2 separate regions of the Ovis aries genome follow, and region 2 is linked to region 1. Evidence: chromatin contacts called from public Hi-C data. All regions are on one chromosome and are shown on one strand. Each heading gives the region's core, a stretch centred on a gene start, on an enhancer-like site or on the middle of the called end of the contact. The rest is flanking DNA. Distances are from core to core; before and after follow the strand shown. Region 1 holds the start of RASSF2 (Ras association domain family member 2). Region 2 holds the start of TMEM230 (transmembrane protein 230).

Region 1 (2,700 bases), core at 185-2,684:
GCCCCTGGTTCTGTCTCACAGCTGTTTAAAAGAATCATTGTTTCTAATTCTTTCTTCCCATTGTGCCAAGATCAATTGTGACAGGGATTGTTATTTGTCAGCTCATTGGTGCCTACATTCACTCATCACATGTAAAGTACATATTATGAACTTGGCCAGCTCTAGACAACTCTGTTCTCTGGGAGAACAAGCTCTAGGGATCCAGATTCCACGCACCTGGGAATAAAGTGCATCGCAGGGTTCAGAAGCCTGGCCCTCAGCTCCTTCTGTCACTGAGGGGCAGAGGTGCAGTGAATAACTCAGGACCCAAGGAGCGCCCCAGGATAAAATGGAGCCTCATGTCTCCCTGTCAGGCGACTGTGTCTCTCTCTGTCCCTAGGGCTTTCCCAGCTTAGGAACTGAGTGCAATGCAGGGGCTCAAAATGCAGTGGTGGCCGAAGTCGGCCCAAGGCACTTGCCTCTTCAGTGAGACAGGACGCAAAGCCGAGGTTCTCAACGACCTCAGGCTCTGGAGGCAGGCCAAGAGCCGGCAAAGGGGAAGTGCAAGGAGGACCGAGGCCCCCAACGCGTCCAACGCCCTTCTGAAGGCCAAGGGAGGCTCAGGCGCTGTTGGTTGGAACGCGCCTCCAGGGAACCCTCGGTTCAGTCGGGAAGAAGAGAACCGGATTAGGATCGGACACCACCACCCACCCAAACCCCCGGGCTGTCGGGGTCTGACGTCCCTGCACCTGCCCGCCCGGCAACTTCTCGCCAGGGAGTCCCGGGGGACCCCGGGAATAAGGTTGGGGGGTGGGGGGCTTCCTGCCGCCGCCCTTGGCGCGGAGAGAAGGAAGAAACCCCCAGGGAATCGAAGGGGAAGGAAGAGCCTGGACCACAACTTTGTCCCTCAGAAGGCAGGCTGGCCGGGGTTCCGCGCCTACGCGGCCCCAGCGGAGCCCGCACAGCCTGGAACCCCCAGCGTCTGGGAAAGGAGGGCGCCGAGGCACTGAGGGGTTGACACGGAAGAAGCAGGGGACACTGCGAGCAAACTTTCAGCGAGGGGAGAGAGGACCGCCCAGTACACCACACCTCGCGCCCCGCAACTTGCTCCGGGAGGCTTGCTCCCAGCCGCCCGCGCCCCGCGCCTTGCCTGCGTCCGGAACCGGCTGCATCTCGCGCGCGCTGCGGGGACCGTGGAATTGGAAAGTAGGGGGGCGGGGGTGGCCACGGAGCTCGTTCAGCAATCGGCGGGCCAGGATCCCTAGCAGCTCGGCAGAGCTGGCTGCAGCCGCGCAGCTGGGGGTCGGGCGCCCCGCCCCCCTCCGCCCTTCCTTGTCCTCTCTCCCGCCCCTCCGTCTTTATCTGCCTCTATCGGATCTGACCGCCCTCCCTTACTCTTTTCTCTAGCTCTCCACCGCTCCCTCCACCCTCCTTCCCTAGCCTTTCTTCTTCCCCCTCCTCTCGCGGCCCCCCGCCCCCTGGGGGCGGGGCTTCTCCCCTCCCTCCCAGACAAAGCTGTGGCTGCGCGTCGCCTCCTTCCCTCCTGCGAGTCAGGGCTCAGGCTGCCAGCGCCTCTTCCGGCCTGGGGTGGAGGGGTAGAAGTAAGAGGGTGGGGAGAATGAGCTGGCTTGCTCACCGCGTTCTCCAAAACCTCCGAAAGGGATGTAGTCTTGGCCCTTGGCTCGCTCTGGACGGTGATAGCCACTCCCAGAGATCAGTCACTCTGCCCCGCGAAGCCCAAGTCGAGCGCCCTGGATTCCCCAAGCAGAGAATATGGGATATGTTTTCTAACACCTGCTTATTCCAGAAAGGGTTTGAGCTGAGCAAGGCCCCTTGGACTTCGCGGGCTTTCGCGGGCTGGCACACATGACACCAATATGGAGGCCAAGTTTCTTTGTCCTCTCACCTCCCCCTCTTAGCCATCCCTGAGCCTCATGGCCTCTCAGTGCACAGGGATCCCTAGAGCACCCCAGATGAGGGGCGCCTTATCTGTTCCCTCCTTCTTATCGCAATTCTCCCCCAGCCCCACAAACATACTATGGGCTTCCTGCAATGCAGGAGACCTGGTTCTATCCCTGAGTCGAGAAGATCCCCTGGAGAAGGGAATGGCAACCCACTCCAGTATTCTTGCCTGGAGAATTCCATGGACAAAGGAGCCTGACGGGCTATAGTCCATGGGGTCGCAGAGTCAGAGACGATTGAGCGACTAACATACATACTCCAGACCTGTAGAGTTGATCTCCAGGCCTTTTGGTGTCAGAGACTAAGGGTTAAACTATACCTCAGGGTACAGCTGGGTCAGCTCATCCCTCCTGGAAGCCAGACACACTTTATAAATTCATTGTTTGGTGCATGGAATGTGTTTCCCTTAGAAACAATGTTATAAATGGTGATGTGCTTCCCAGGCTGGCCACAAAAGTCTTTTGAATCCAAAATGCAGCTGAAGGTTAGTGGTGAAAACTGTGTCAGCTACCCCAGAACAAGGAGACCACTGATCAACTTTTTCTATAGGAAAAAACTCTTCTGGTTCCTTTCCAGTGAGCTGTAAAACACAAAGCTCAATCATTAATCCTCCCTCCCACACCCCAAACTTTGGAGTTAATTCTCAGTAAGCTTCTTTGCTTTGCAGATAATAGGAGCACCTTCAGAAGGGAAATGTATTATGAGGACATGAGGATTTCCCTCCAACATTAAGGTTAGAATTACAGGGAGAGCTCCGTA
Region 2 (2,990 bases), core at 137-2,636, 260 kb after region 1:
GAGTCCAAAGGAGGAGACCCAAGCTCAGTCCCGGGGTTGGTAAGGTTCCCCTGGAAGAGGGCACGGCAACCCACTCCAGTATTCTTGCCTAGAGAATCTCATGGACAGAGGAGCCTGGCGGGCTACAGTCCCTGGGGTCGCAGAGAGTCCAACACAACTGGAGTGACTGAGCATGCACGCACTGCTTCAGTCCAAGCACTGAAAGCAGCAATTTCACTTTCCAGGTCCTTCTTCAGCTACATCAAAAACAAAACAAAAAAACTCTGAATAAATGCTTGGTTTTTGTTCAAACTAGTCAAAGTTGACTCCTATAATGAAATCGTGGCTATTACGTCACCAGCTTAAAAGACAGTAGATAAGATTAAACTGAAAAACATTTGTAATTCGTGTACTTTTCCTCCATAAAATCACAAAGTTATGTGAATGAAACAAGTAAACCTATTTTGATCAAGTTACTTGATTTCTAAAAGTGAAACATATCTATGCGCTTTGCTGCTGCTACGTCGCTTCAGTCGTGTCCGACTCTGTGCGACCCCATAGACGGCAGCCAACCAGGTTCCCCCGTCCCTGGGATTCTCCAGGCAAGAACACTGGAGTGGGTTGTATATACTTAATTCTGAATATTAATAAGCTGTTTTAAGTGGCCTGCAGACAACCTAATTAGCATTATAAAGGAACTGGTGCTAACCGCTCCCGTTCCTTTTTAGTAATTTTGTAATGATACAGAAATCAAGTACTGAAAAAATAAGTTTGCTTTCTTATATGCTTTTCAAAAATGGTTAGATCAAATTATGTGAAAAATTGTTTTTAAGTGTTGTGATCCTGATTACACGATAATCTAAATTTAATTCTATAAAACTTTTAAGTTTAGACTACCAATAAATGGGGGGTCTTGAGAGCATTTAATCACCTGTGATTTGTATCAGTCTTTAAAAGTTTACATACTGTCATTAACTATTCATACACTGCATCAAAACATAAAAATAGGCATGGCGTGAGGAACACCAGACGACTGCTTATTGGTAGCAGAGTAACAATTCGAAAAGAGGGAAAAGGAAAAATGTAAAGCAATGTTTACTGAGTACCTGCCCAACAGGCTTTTTTACCAGCCTCACCGGAATCCCCAAATTTCTTCAGCACTTGAATGCTGCAAGAATTTTTTAAGCATAGCACTTAGCACACAGCTTCGCACTACGCGCCTCTCCACAATACTTCCCTGTCCGCTTCCAGACCCAGCGAGCAAGAGAAATAAGAACTGACGTGAATTTAGATGGAAAAATCTGCTTTCAGGAAAGCGGCCAGCCGTCCCCCGGGAGGGTGAATGCTCCACACCGAGGACTCCAGCCTTCACCGGCGGAGAACGCAGTCTGGGCCGCGCCGAAAGCCTGAGGCGAGCGCTTCCGCTTCCGCTTCCGCTCCCGCCCAGGGAGCACACACGCCTTATCCGGGGCCCGAGCACGGACAGCTTGCTCACGGTTGGCAGCTGGAGCGCCCGAGACCTCCCCCAACTGCCACCCCGCCTCGGACCGGCTACACGCCGGAAATGGCGTGTGTTTTGGAGGCTGCGGGCCGGAAGTGGCGTCAACGGGGGCGACGCCTTCTCATTCTAGTTTCTTCGGTTTCAAGCCCGCTTTCTTTCCAGCGGCCCGCAGAAGTCGTCGGGTCTTACTGCTGCTCAAGCGGAGCGGCCCCGTGGGGTTTTCTAAGGCTCTGCAGTCCTGGCTGGCTGTCCACCATTCCCGCCGGGGCCGGTGGGTTCCTAGGCAGCGGCGCCGCCTGGATCACAGTCAGGCCCAGGGCTACCCGGCCACGTGTTTCTTTCCGGTCCCCCGGGCAGTGTAGGGAGCTCAGTGGCGCTGCGAAACGCACAAGCTGAGCTGACAAAGCTCCAGAAAGCTGGAGGTCTCCGTATGACCAAGGAAGGCTGCCTTTCCCGGGGTCTGCGCAGCGGTCTCTGCCACCGTCTACCTCACTCACTACTCTGGAGTAGCACCCTACATTCCCGTGCTTGTTTCCTGCACATCTTCAGGCCAGGCCCTATTAAGAGGGCTGCACACAAGGTACATTTTGCAATACATAAAGCTCTTTAAAATGTCAAGCTTTATTAAAGTATAATTTACATATACTGAAGTACAATTGGGTTAGTTTTTTTGACAAATGCAGTGGAGACATCACCACAGTGTAGATAAAACTTTTTATCACTCCAAAATCTTCCAGCAGGCCCCTCTGCTGTCAAGTCTCCTTCCCCAACACACTCGGAAGGTAATTTATCTACTGGATACAGTGAGTTCTACCATCGGATAACTAGAATTTAATACGTGACTTTGCAGCACAATTATTGCTGGGCCTTTTTCACTTTCTTGGTTGACGCCTGACACCCATGGAAACCATTTTCATCCTTTAAGGGAATAAGTCCCCCCTGCCCCTCCCAAAAGTACTTACACTAGAAAAACTATTTTTGCACATACTTCTTGGGACCTATCACAGACCTACTAACATTTTCAAGACTCCTGTACAAGGCTCCCTAGGCTAAAAAAACACTGCCCTACAACAATCCTGTAAGTGACCTTATAAAGGCCATTGAACTTTGCAAACATTAAGCTTCTGTAAAGTGTTAGTTTCTGCTAATACAAAATATTATATGTGTTCTACTCTTTTCATTTCTTGAGCTCAAGTCAGAATACCAAAGTTTGGCAAACGAATCACCCCAAAATACTCACTGTATTTGGAATACTTTAGACTGAAAAAATAGAGCAGTTACATGAAAGAGCTGGTTGAATTACAACTTGTTTAGGATACTTGCAATCACTGTAGTCCAAATGAAGGCACTGTCCTACTATGCTTAAATTCAAATGACTTTTATTTAAATTGAAAACGATACTTAAAACACATTTAGAGTCAAAACTCTTTTGTTTATAAAAACTATAAGGATTATTCCTAGGTAAGGCAGAAGTATTACTCAGTTAACAAGACCAGATTTGAATTTGCAC

The links. A called contact is a pair of places that touch in the nucleus more often than the background predicts.
Region 2: a Hi-C map of tail adipose tissue shows a contact between it and region 1, with 2.8 times the contacts expected there. The contact joins the promoter of TMEM230 here to the promoter of RASSF2 in region 1. A contact is called at or near these places in 2 of 16 Hi-C or Micro-C datasets (blood and tail adipose tissue).

What each region holds. Positions count from the first base shown.
Region 1 is chr13:46,779,305-46,782,004 of ARS-UI_Ramb_v3.0, forward strand. It overlaps RASSF2 (Ras association domain family member 2), which reads right to left and starts at 1,435. Exons shown (of 11, transcript XM_060396888.1): 1 at 1,375-1,435.
Region 2 is chr13:47,043,542-47,046,531 of ARS-UI_Ramb_v3.0, forward strand. TMEM230 (transmembrane protein 230) reads right to left here and starts at 1,387. Exons shown (of 4, transcript XM_012188661.4): 1 at 1,217-1,387. It overlaps PCNA (proliferating cell nuclear antigen), which reads right to left. Exons shown (of 6, transcript XM_004014340.5): 6 at 2,843-2,990.